Regions from separate parts of the Anas platyrhynchos genome. Here region 2 is linked to region 1. A link is a contact called in public Hi-C data. All regions are on one chromosome and are shown on one strand. The core of a region is the stretch at or near the end of the contact, and the rest is flanking DNA. Distances in the headings are between cores, read along the strand shown.

Evidence for each region. A called contact is a pair of places that touch in the nucleus more often than the background predicts.
Region 2: a contact with region 1 is called in a Hi-C map of liver, with 3 times the contacts expected there. The contact joins the enhancer-like site here to the promoter of EPM2A in region 1. A contact is called at or near these places in 5 of 8 Hi-C or Micro-C datasets (liver, skeletal muscle, small yellow follicle and 1 more).

What each region holds. Positions count from the first base shown.
Region 1 is chr3:51,586,633-51,592,495 of IASCAAS_PekinDuck_T2T, reverse strand. EPM2A (EPM2A glucan phosphatase, laforin) reads left to right here and starts at 2,699. Exons shown (of 5, transcript XM_072035892.1): 1 at 2,699-4,477.
Region 2 is chr3:51,638,349-51,644,211 of IASCAAS_PekinDuck_T2T, reverse strand. It overlaps SHPRH (SNF2 histone linker PHD RING helicase), which reads left to right. Exons shown (of 31, transcript XM_027454310.3): 31 at 374-1,108. The coding sequence ends at 470. Among named protein-coding and RNA genes, the nearest start is that of FBXO30, 30 kb to the right of the region's middle. Within about 2 kb of position 2,396, at least 3 of the 8 cell types and tissues checked have an H3K27ac peak or open chromatin away from gene starts, as enhancers often do.

The DNA.
Region 1 (5,863 bases), core at 1,450-3,949:
TTTTCCTAAGGTACTTTTGGAAACATGTAATAAAAAGCTATCTTTAAGCTTCTCGTGATTTAAAGGGAGGGAATTCTGCTCAGCAAGGTGAAAGTTGGGTTGCATTAGTATTTTCACGTGAACATCCTGACAAAGCAGTAGGCTGCAGGACAAAACTAATCTGATTATGTGACTGTTTAGCAAAGGAGCAATCAAGGACCTGGCATGAATATATGTTGGACTTTGCTCAGAAGTGTTAATATTTGATAGTTACATACCGTGTAATTGTTTGAGTGTTGTGTGCTCTTTAGTATTACGTTTATATAGTTGTGTTCAATATGTCATTCTGGAGGCCTTGGCAGGAAATAATGGGTCGCTTAATGAGATTTGAACCTTGGTTAAGGTAAAACTACGGCTGTTATGCACTGTGGCAGCTGTTTATGAGCATCAGCTGTCAGCTTCATTTTTTGTTTCAAGAGTAAGGGCAGAGTGGATGCCTTGTCTGAGCAAACTGGCTTTACTTATATAGCGAGAAGAATTTCATATGGTATCTCACTGTGCACATGGTTTTTGATGCAGCTTGATTGTTCTTGATTTAACAATGCAGGAAGATTAACTTCCCAGCAGATGGGATTACACACAACACAAAATTGCTTCTGTATTCTGTTATAAAACGTGTTCAGTCTAAGTGACTTGTGACTTGGACTTCAGTTAACTGCAGTTGCAACTTGTAGTCATATTTTTCAGCTGATGTAATTTTGGTTAAACACAGCAGCATTTATATTTAATATTTAGAAAATAGAAATTCTCTTTAGATTTCTTTTTCTTCATAAAAAGTGTTCATCAACATTTGTAGGAGAGCCTGGCAAGTAAATAGAAAACTCAATTTCTTTATTTTGTTCCTATGAAATCTGCATGTAGGTAAGAAAGTGCATCATTTTACTATTTTTTTTTCTTTACAAAGGTTATGTGATTGGCAGTGTTAATTTTTTTATTGTCCCTTTGATCTTCAGGTGAAGCTTAAATGATGTCAGAATTGCTGATCCAACTGCTTGTTATTTTGTTTGACTAGTTCAAGCATGCAAATAGCTGAGAAAAATCTCTCCAGGCTTTTAGAGGTATGTAATAGGCTGAGACCATTTCAAGTACAAGATGCTACCACCATTGATGGTCTTTCTGATTGTAGGGGGATCATTGCTAAGATTCTGGTGGTTATTGTACAGTTCAGGGGCAATACGATAATCTTCTAAATCCTGAGCTGCAGATCAGGGAAAAGGGCAATTCTTGTAGATAGCTGTGATCTGCATCATCTTAAAACTTTTCAGTTTTCTAGGAGTCATGTTGAACCTACAAGTCTTACCTCATGTCAGTGCTTGCCTATTTAATGTTTTGTACTTCATGTCTTTTTAGTTTTAAGTGCTGTCCAGGTTTCATTAAAAAAACATGCTTTTTTACTTAACAGGGAAGTTTTAACAAAAAATGCAGAATACTTAATTGCCTATATACTTGAGTGTTTGCATTTCAAGTAATTTGGAACACGCACCAGATGGATATCACAAACAAACAACCAATATCAAAATCTTCTTTTCCACTCAAGATGAAGCACATTGGTACTACCTCTTCCCCCCCTCTGTTTGTGAAGAGGCGTTTGACCTTGAGGACTGATGTGCCTGGTTACATTTATCTGTTGATTTGCCTTACAAAGATGAATATGCAAATGCTTTGTAACGTGTCAAGCTAGTGGACAGTGAGATTATGAAAAACTTCCTCAGTCTTTCTGGGAGTAAGGGAGGTGTGTGTGTGTCTTTACACACATGACTACAGATGTCAACAAAAACCTAGTTCTTTTGGTCTGTTAACCAGTCATCCTCTGCTGACCCAGGAGCTGTCTTACTGTCCCCCCCCTGTGTGCTGTGAGGGGGAGTGAGAGCAGCTAGGTGGGCTACTGGCAGCCAGCCAACATCAAACCCACCACAAGGACAAAACCCATTAAGAAACACTTGTCCTTTTTGTGTCTGTGGGATTTTTTTCCTCAGGTATAGTTGTCTCCACTCAGAAGAAATTTTGCTTGTAGAAAAAGAACTACTCTAGTCATTGGGGGGTTACTTGACAAATACCATAAATCTGTGTCTTTACAATCTGCCATTTCCAAGAGGACTTGGAAGGAACCTACAAGGGCTTGGGAGGATGAAATTGCAAGGTTTACTGTGTTGGTCTATACCATATGTGAGACTGCAGGGTCCTGTGACTCAGCAAGACAGGCAAGCATCATTCCTGTTACATGTGGGAGGGAAGGGCCTGACCATGCTCAGACTAAAAAGGGTTTGGTTCTAAATTTTGGGATGCATATATACATGTATACTCATAGTATGAAACAGTAAAAATAGCACTACTCAAAAGATTTCACTTTTTAATAGCCAACTTTCTTGTTTCCTTTTACTCAAGTGGTTGAACAGTTCTGTTTCAGGGTTTTGTTCCAGAGTGGGTGTTCGAAGCCTTAATTATATTTGTCATCAGGGATGCAGAACCATTGTGTTGATAGGGTAAAGTGGGTTGTGTATTTTAATGTAAATCGGAATATCGTGCAATTGGAAAGCTGTAATTGTTTTGGGAAAAAAAAAAGTTTAATTTTTCCTTTTACTTTGTAATGAAAACTGAACTTTTTGGTGGCTTTTTTTTTTTTTTTGGTCTTATTTGCCTTTTTTGTGTGTATGTGAAAGCAAGCAAGACACAGAAGAGAAACCTGTGGAAAACCTAACACCTGCATGTAGGTGTGTTACAAGGTCACAAAGAACATCTGTAAGTGAAGTAAATAGTCAGTAAGAATCTTCAAAATAGGTGAAGAATGTGATAACTTAAGATTTCTGAATTAATCAAGGTAAGTGGTAAATTAGTGTGACCACAGGTAGGCTCTCAGCAAAAATAGGTTTGCCAAGTGCTACTCTAGACAGTTAGGGCACAGCTGCCTTGTTAATGTTCTGTTTGAAGACATTTTTTAATTGACAGCAGTTGGATGAACAACTTGGTGTTAATTATGGTAGTTCCTGAGAACAACAACCAAAGGGGTTGAGTACATGTATACCATGCCAATTGTGGTGACCTAACAGAGATAGGAAACGGGTTACAAATGGCCAACTGAAGTGTGCTGTGCTACTTGGGTAAGCACCAGATGTGAAGTCTACAAGCGTGTTTTCTTCAAAGCACAACTGGTTCAAGTGACTGCTTGCATCTGTGGAGATAATGTTTTGGAGTTGTGATCAAGCTGAAAATAACCTGTGGAGAGAGTGGAGAAAGTACAGAGAATGTTACCGGCTGTACCTTGTTATCTGGGGACCTCATCCACGACAAGGGAGTTAGTTATCTGCTCCCAGGCCTGTGGTGACCACAGAGTTTATAATTGCAAGCTAGTGCTGTATAATGAGTTACTCATTAATGAGCTGAGACAACATGGCAGTCAGCAAATGTTATACTTCGCAGCTGGAGCAGACTGATGGAATTTATCTGGTCATTTACCACAACCCAGCTAATGGCGCATTACTCCATAATAATGTGATCGAGGAGTTGCTGCGGGATGTGCCAAGAGCCAAAATCTGGCTCATACTGTCAGTGATCCTGTCATAACCAAATGCGGATTCACTCTGTCATTTCTGTTTCCCTCTGTGGCATTAAATGCCATTCTATTGTTTTCTACATCAGTGTAAATGGGATTAATAATAGAAGTCATTTATTTTATCAAAACACTATTTCAAGCCAGTACTAAAGCTGCTGTTATGCTTCAAGGGGATGTTCTGACAAACTCATCCATAATGCAACCTGGGTGAGGAAAAAATAGTTTTTTATTTATTGCTCCCTATGGAGCACATAGATGTAATCACAGTAAAATGAAGTGAGAAGCTATGACTAAATTAATTCCGTGAAATTCGTGCGGGGTTCATTTTATGTTTAGTTTGATCAATATACCAAACATGTCAATTTCTATTTCCCTGAATTTATGCAGGTGGCAGTGTTTGAATGAAGATGTGCTACAGCAAAAAACTATGGGAGGCCAGTCTGGAAGCCAGTGGAACCTGATAGACACAGAAATAAAGTAGCTAGTGAAAAATACAAGATAAAGGTACAAAACAAGTTTTGCAAGGTCAAAGAGAAAGTAACAACTTAGGAAGTTGAGAAAACAACATTCCACGTGAAAACAAATCCACAAGCAGAATAAGAGCATGATAGTTGCGCGATCACTAATATAGCCGACAATGAGCAAGCTTGCCAAGTAGCATAACAGCCACGTGCAAAGATGCTAAGGATATAAAAGCAAGAATGCATACTCAAACGCTTCAGTTGCATATCAGCCTGGAGTCGTGTGCTTCTTTCCCTTCAAATGGTGACCCTGACGTGATTCGCAGAGGAGCAGCGCAGCACGGAGCGTCCAAAGGGAACCCAGCCGAACAAATCAAGCTCTCAGCCAGACTGCAGCTTCAACCCCGGGACATCACCTGAAGGACAGGTGAGTGGCTGTGCATTGATCATGGGAGATAACCCCTCTGCAGAAGAAGAGGCTATAGTAAAACTATTAACACAGCTACTAACAAAAAGGGGAGTGAAATATGATCCATTTAAGATAAAACTATTGGAAGTTTTTGCAAAAGGAAGGGGTCCCCTCAACAGTCTCTGCAGTGTTTGATGTAAAAACTTGGGAACAAGAGGGGGAGAAAGTGTGGTAGGCAGCGTCCAATGGGGATACTAACACCGCTGAACTGATGGCTACGTGTTGGCTGGTGACTGAGGCTTTAATATCGTGGCAGGCGGAAAAGAAAGTACAGAACGCTGCTGCTCAGGCGGTAGTAGCAGCCAAACTGTGATCGGAGCCTGCAAAGTCACCAGAGCGATGTAATTTGATATACTTGGGGGATGACAAGGAAGAGGGCCATGGACCACCACCACTGAGCCCCCTCGGCTCCAACCTCGCCCACCCTTGGTAATGCCACCCTGGGGGCCTGAGCTTTTGATCCGCGGGAACGATGGGAGCAAGTGCGCCAGGATGCACTGAAGGATGGGGACCCGGTAGGAATGCCTTTCCTGGTGCAGGTGCGACCCAAGGGTCCAAATGAATATAATGCCTTCCAATGGGACCTAATTAAAGAATTAAGAAAGACTGTGACCACATATGGACTACATGCACCAGTCACCCAATCGCTATTAGAAAATGTGATGACCGGTCAGTTGCTGGTTGCGTATGATTGTCGCCAAATAGCCACCATGATCCTCACCCCGACTCAAAAATTGTTATGGGAACAAAAATGGAGAGAACTGTGTGAGATAGCGGCACTGCAGAATTTAGAAAGAACGACAGGCGACCCTCTCATGGGTGCAGGGCTCCCTCAGCTTATGGGGACCGAGCCATTAATAGACCCATGATTACAAGCTCGGCTCAACGATGCCATCTGGTGACAGTCAGCCCGACTGGCATTACAAGCCTTGCTGAAACTGCCAAAAGCAGGAGCCAGCCTTCTTCGACTACCATACGGCAAGGGGTCAATGAACCTTATATGGAATTTATAGATAGATTGAGGGATTCACTGGACAAGCAAATAGATAATCATGAAGCTAAAGAGGCTCTCATACTAAAACTGGCGATAGAGAACGCTAACACAGATTGCAAAAAGATTCTGCAATCCATGCCTAATGGGACAACCTTGGTACAAATGATAGAGGCTTGCAATTGCGTGGGGTCTGTTGAACACTATATGACTGCACTAGCCAGTGCGTTCGCTGCAGCATTAACGATGGGCAATGATAAGCGATGTTTTCAGTGTCAACAGATAGGACATTTTGCCACTAATTGCCCACAGAAAGGAGGGGGCTCTGCGGCGAGTAGTTCGGCCTCTCCTGG
Region 2 (5,863 bases), core at 1,147-3,646, 52 kb before region 1:
AGCCAATCCCTTAAACATTGACAGGACAAAGTGGGTTATCCCCATAATTACTGAGGTTAGAACTAGGAGAACTGTAAGGTTCTTTCCAACCTAAGCAATTCTATGATTCTGTGATCCCATGTTCTGCTGCCTCTCAAGTGTTTGGTGATCATGTTAAGGACCGTAGGTGGACTTTGTATATTACTGAAATTGTGCATCAGGAGTAGCTGATCAGTGTATGCACTTCTCCTAATAGAAAGTGTGTTTTTTCTACTGAGCTCATAGCCCAACATTTATTGCATTCTGAACCATTTGTTGGTCTGTTTTCAGTAGATACAGGTTGTTATTTAAATTGATTCCTTCTCTGATGTCTGCATGCAATTTTTTCCTACAGCCACACAAGCTCTTCCATGAAACAGTCAGAAGCTTCAGTTCTGACAGTGGCAGATTTGGCTGACCTTTTTACAGAGGAAACTGAAGAACTTGAGTAAAAACATTGATTTGACCTCATGATATCAGAAAGTACCTGATCTAATAAGCACTTGTATATACTCTACTTGATCTGTCATTCATTTAAACACCATCTAATCTGTCCTTAATAGAACTATTGGAAATAGAAGAGTCTTCTATTAACATTTTATTCTGTGGTGACATTCTTAGCAGCACGCATTTCTGATAGCACTGGAGAAAACTTGCACTTTGCACATTAAACAAAAATCTGGATTTTATTCCCAAAGAGCTCTTGAGCTGGATGTTGGAACTGAGATCTTGAACTGCTGGATTTTTACCATCAGGTTGGATTGGTTAGTGATTCAGTATGAGAGTAAAACTATGTGGGTGGTGGGGTGGGAAAGGGAAGCAGAAAAACACAGATCTACTTTTTTTACTGTACAAAGAATTGGTAGGAAGAATGACTGTAAATTAATATTCTTCTAGAAAGGGCTTCTAGGGTTGCTACAATTTAATGTCAGGTTACTGAACGTCTTACTGGTAACACTTTAACTAATCTTTATTAATCATTTGGATATTTGTATTAGGCTTTTAGATATTCACAAAGACTAGTGTGACAATTAAATTTTGTTGTTAATGCTCACTCACTACAGAATGATAAATTAAATTATGCTTTTTGTATGCGTGTTGGTCTGGAACTCCGTTAAACACTTAAACATAATGTACATGTTTTTCACTTACTATTGAAACCGTGACTACTTCAGTGCTTTGTTTAAACAAGAAAATACATTTGTTACAGATTTTTTTTTAAAGTAATTTGTTAAGCTGATGATCACTTTAATTATTCAGTGCTTATGTACATTTTCTCCTCCTGATTTTTTTGTCTATTTCTCCCTCTCAAAGATGCATCAGTCTAAATATTCAAAATACGAGATTGCTAGGCAGTCTAAACAGTAGGTACCTAGTCTAAGTTAGATAATCAGTGAAGGGATGAAACTTTTGTGGAATTTTCCATCTTCATGTATGTGAGAACACTGCACCATCTCAGTTGACTATTGAAAGAGTTTAGAAAGCAAAAGCTGACTTTTAAGATGCTGAAGGTAGGCAAGAAATTCTAAACCTTTTGCAATAGGTTATGGACACACATTTGCTTAACATCAAGCAAGGTCAGTTACACAGTGTTATGTTTAGAGAATATGAAAATGTATGCATAAACAGGCTACTTCCTTCAGAGTACAGTATCTACTGTTTTAGCAGACTGTTTTTTGTATATTTTAGAAATCTTACTTTTGAGATTGAGTCCTTTAAGAACTCTCAGTGTTAGAATTTTTATTCTTGTCTGCTAAATAGACTTGCCATATAATTCTTGTTTTTTGTTTTCAAGAACATTATATTTAAGTTGCACCTTGTAGCCTTTTGGGTATTAAGCCTATCTGCATGGCAAACAGATTTTCCTTTGCTGACACCAAACATGAATTGAATTACATGACTAATATTGCATCAAGAAGTCTGTCTTCAGCATTCTGTTGTCCATCTGGGCCAATTAGATAAATTATTCTAAAGACTATTTGAGTAAATTTACAGACAATAATTCTTTATTTCCTGTATTTGTAATATGTACTAGTCATATTTATATATTTTGTTTTGGAGATTACTGTTCTTTTGAAGATTATAGTTTGCAGCAAGAGAAATTGAGTACATAGTAGACTTTTTTCAATGAGAGCGATCAAACAGTTTGCACAGACTGACATCTCCATCCTTGGACATGTTTGGAACTCAGATGGCACTGAGCAACCTGATCTAGCTTCAAAGTTGGCCCTACGTTGAGTGGTGTGTTGGACCAGATGACCTCCATGGATCCCTTCCAGACTAAATTATTCTACAGTGTGCTGGAGATCATGCTATACAGACACTCTAGGAACTTTGTGGGCAGCAACATTCCAGTTTTCTCATCATCCTCAGAGAATTTCAATACTGTACAATGTAATGTGGTGGAACAAGGAGCTTCTGTTCACTGCGAGAAATTATATATCTGTTTAAAAAAATGTGGAAGCAAATAATGTTTACATTCATAGCTCCCCTTTTAAATAACTCGATGTGGGAATAATCACTGTCAGAAGCAAACTGAAAAATAACTGCTGTAAAAGGTTTCCTAAGCTCTGCAAGTTCTTGGCTTGTTTGTATAAAGATGTCAGTTTAAATGTTTATTTACAAAAATGTGGGGTTTGGATTCCAAGCCAAAAGCATAGCTTCTCATCAAGCAATACGTGAGATGTTTTAGTCCTGACTGTTTTTTAATGCTTACGTAACAGCATGCGATGCCAGAGACCTGATTCTGAGCACTGAGGACTGGCGTGCCAGAACTCAGAGCTCTGGAGGCATAACATTAATACACTTCTTGCAGTTGTAAGGTTGAATCATTGGTGTGTATGTAGCCAGAGTCAGTAATAAAATAGTTTCTACAAATTTCACATAGTATTAAGTGGATAGACTACATTTAAAGAATAATATTGAAAAAGAAATTGAACTGTAATTTACCACTGCTTGCCATTCTTTGCAGCATTTCGTTTCTTTAGCAGACATTTTCTTTCAGATGCTTTTAAGACGGCTCAGGAACTTATTTTTCTGTTAAGGCTGTAGCTTGTACAACTGCAGTGCTTTTCTCTTATCAACAACAGAGTAAGGATGTTTTCATGGTGCTGCGTTTTTTGCACTACCAGGAGAGCGCTCTTAAAAGACTATCTTAGGTGGAACGATCTTTGTCCTATCTTAATTGTTCTGATATGCCAATACAAATGCTTTTTTCCACAGAAAGCAAAAGTCTGCAAATACCGACTGCGGTATTTGTGTGGACACAGTAATGTACTAGCTTCTCATGTGTTCTCCTGTGAAACAGTATTGCCAGTTTATATTTCCATGTCTTTTCCAGTGCAGTCCCTGTAAAAAGGAGGATCCAGCTGACTCTGAAGAACTTAACACTAACCTTCCATCTCTTTCAGTTCCATAGCTGTAAAATAACAATAATGCTTTTTTTTTTTCCTCTCTAATTGGTGATGATTTCAGGACAGTTTTCCCCCCCATGTATAAAAGTTCAAAGCCTTGTAAAAGAGAGCTGCCACCTCAGTTAGGCATCTGTAAAAGCTTGATGCAAATAGAAGACTTTCTTAATCTACAGAAGACATCAGTATTGGAAATTCAGGAGTGCATTCCCACGTTGTGTTAAATTGAGCACCATAAATCTCACTGTGGATGTTAATGATGAGTTTGTAAGTCAAGGGCCACTTTGCACTGTAAATCAGTCTGTGCCAGGAAGACATTTTCATCGTGACTTGTTAAGTGAGTCTCTTGCATGCTAATGAAAGTCCAGGATATGCTATAGTTTCATGCAGGCCAAATATTACAAAAGAATGTTTGCCTCAAGTTTTCCCATGCATAAAGCTTCGTGTTAAAGAATGGACTTGATGCTTTTTATGAGATGAGTCTTCTAAAAACTTTTCTGCCAGTATCTGTAGATATTCAAGCTGTCTGCCAGGAGAGTGTCCTCAACTTTAAAAGTAACTGCACTTCAATACAAGTGTGAGTGGGATCCTACAGAAGTTTTTTGTTAAAACTATAGTTAGACATACTTCCTCTTGTAGGATTCTGTCTGGATTAGTGGGTGAGGACCAGTTGGCAACTTTTTAGCACTGTCTTTTCAGACACAAACAGTGCAATCACTGGAAAGAATGCATGCTGTTCTCTTTCCACCCCTTTCTACAGTCCTTATTGACTATATTATGCTTTCCAAGAGTCTTGATTATTTTAATAGCAATTATTATTTCACCTAGCTACAAATGGAACCTGTTTTTTTTGTTGTTGTTTTTTTTTTTTTTTTTTTTTTTTTTTGAAACTTAGGCTTACTGCTTAAAATCTACATGATGAGCATGTCTATAGACAGGCTAGTTGCAAAGCCACTGTGCCTATGTTTTTCTTCCTTTTTTGGTTGCCTGAAACAAGTACACTCTTTGCAAGGTTATCTGCTATAAGCTACAGGAATTTCATACTGTGGACGAAAAGGAGATCCAAGTAGTCTGTCTGTCTCTGTGTCTCCTTCCCTCTGTCTCTCGCAGCTTGCTCAGTTTAATACAAAGAATGTGCTTGGCCAGTGGAAGTATAGTAGGTGAGTCACAATCCATGAAATGGCTCCAGTAAAACTAGTTTAGTGTGTCAGAGGAAAAGTGAGGGAGGGAAGTTAGCCTGGTTTTTGTTTTTGCAGCTGTAATATCTTTACCCATATTCACTGTAGATGAAGATTTTGAATTTCAGTCTGTTAATTTTTGTATTCCTGGTTTTATATTGTTCACCTGGCATATAGGAAGGCCTGGTAAACTAATTACTTAGCAATCAGTGAGGTTTACAAGTTTTAAGTTTTAAGGTCTGTCGATTTTGTATTCATAAACTGAACACTAGAGCCACTATCATAAGTCCTGTTGCATCTACTATCTTTCTCTCCTCTTCAGAGAAAGGCTAAGTTGGGAACTCTTAAATCATTGCATTACTGATTTCAAGTCACAAGTAGTCATTTTATGTATTTCTCTGTAAAGAGCGCAGTCAGCTGAACTTGCAGATTTTGACTGTAGTGAAGGTATTAAGTCAGCTGGGGAGAAAGTAAACGAAGCAGGATTTCTAAAAACTAGAATAAACGCTACTTTGAAAATTGACGGTGTGAGATCTTTGTAAACCTCTGGCTTCATTTCTTCCTATATGCAATATGTCAAGTTTCTAGGTCTTAAATCACAAGTTGCTTTGTTTTATGTGTTTATTCAACCAAGTGTAAGATCTGATTGTTTACAGGGTGTTTTAAAATGTAAGTTGTTCCTGTAAGCTGGCTTAGATCTTTTTTGTGTATCTTTTCCTCCTATCCTGTTATGGGGCTAGGAAGTTTGGAGGATTCACACTACGTCACTGAATTTTCCCCTGTGTGCGCTAGGAGGCCACCATCATTTGTCGAAGAACTGTCAATGAATCTAGGGTTTCTTGTGACTATTATTAGGTAAAGGAAGAAAATCTAGACTGCTGTTCTTGTTACCTTGGTGGTGTTTTGTCCTGTCACACTCTGAGCATAAGGCAATGGCACTTAAACGCCAAGGTGTGTTCAGCCATCTATAATGGCTTGTTCTGCACTAACAGAGCATACATGTATTCCTATACATATTCAGCATGTGGTCTTGGATAATCAAATATTTGCTATCAAAATTGTGCGTCAGTACAGAGTCACTACTATGCTTACAAAAATTAGCTTTGGGTTAAGTCAATAAGATAGAGAATAGAATTTAAAGAAAACAGGAAAAAGGCATTATATTTGATATATTTATTGCATGTTCTCCAACTGTGAAATTTTTCATTTTCCTTCTCCCTCCTTTATGCAAGTGACTTCTTTTTATTCTGTACTGTA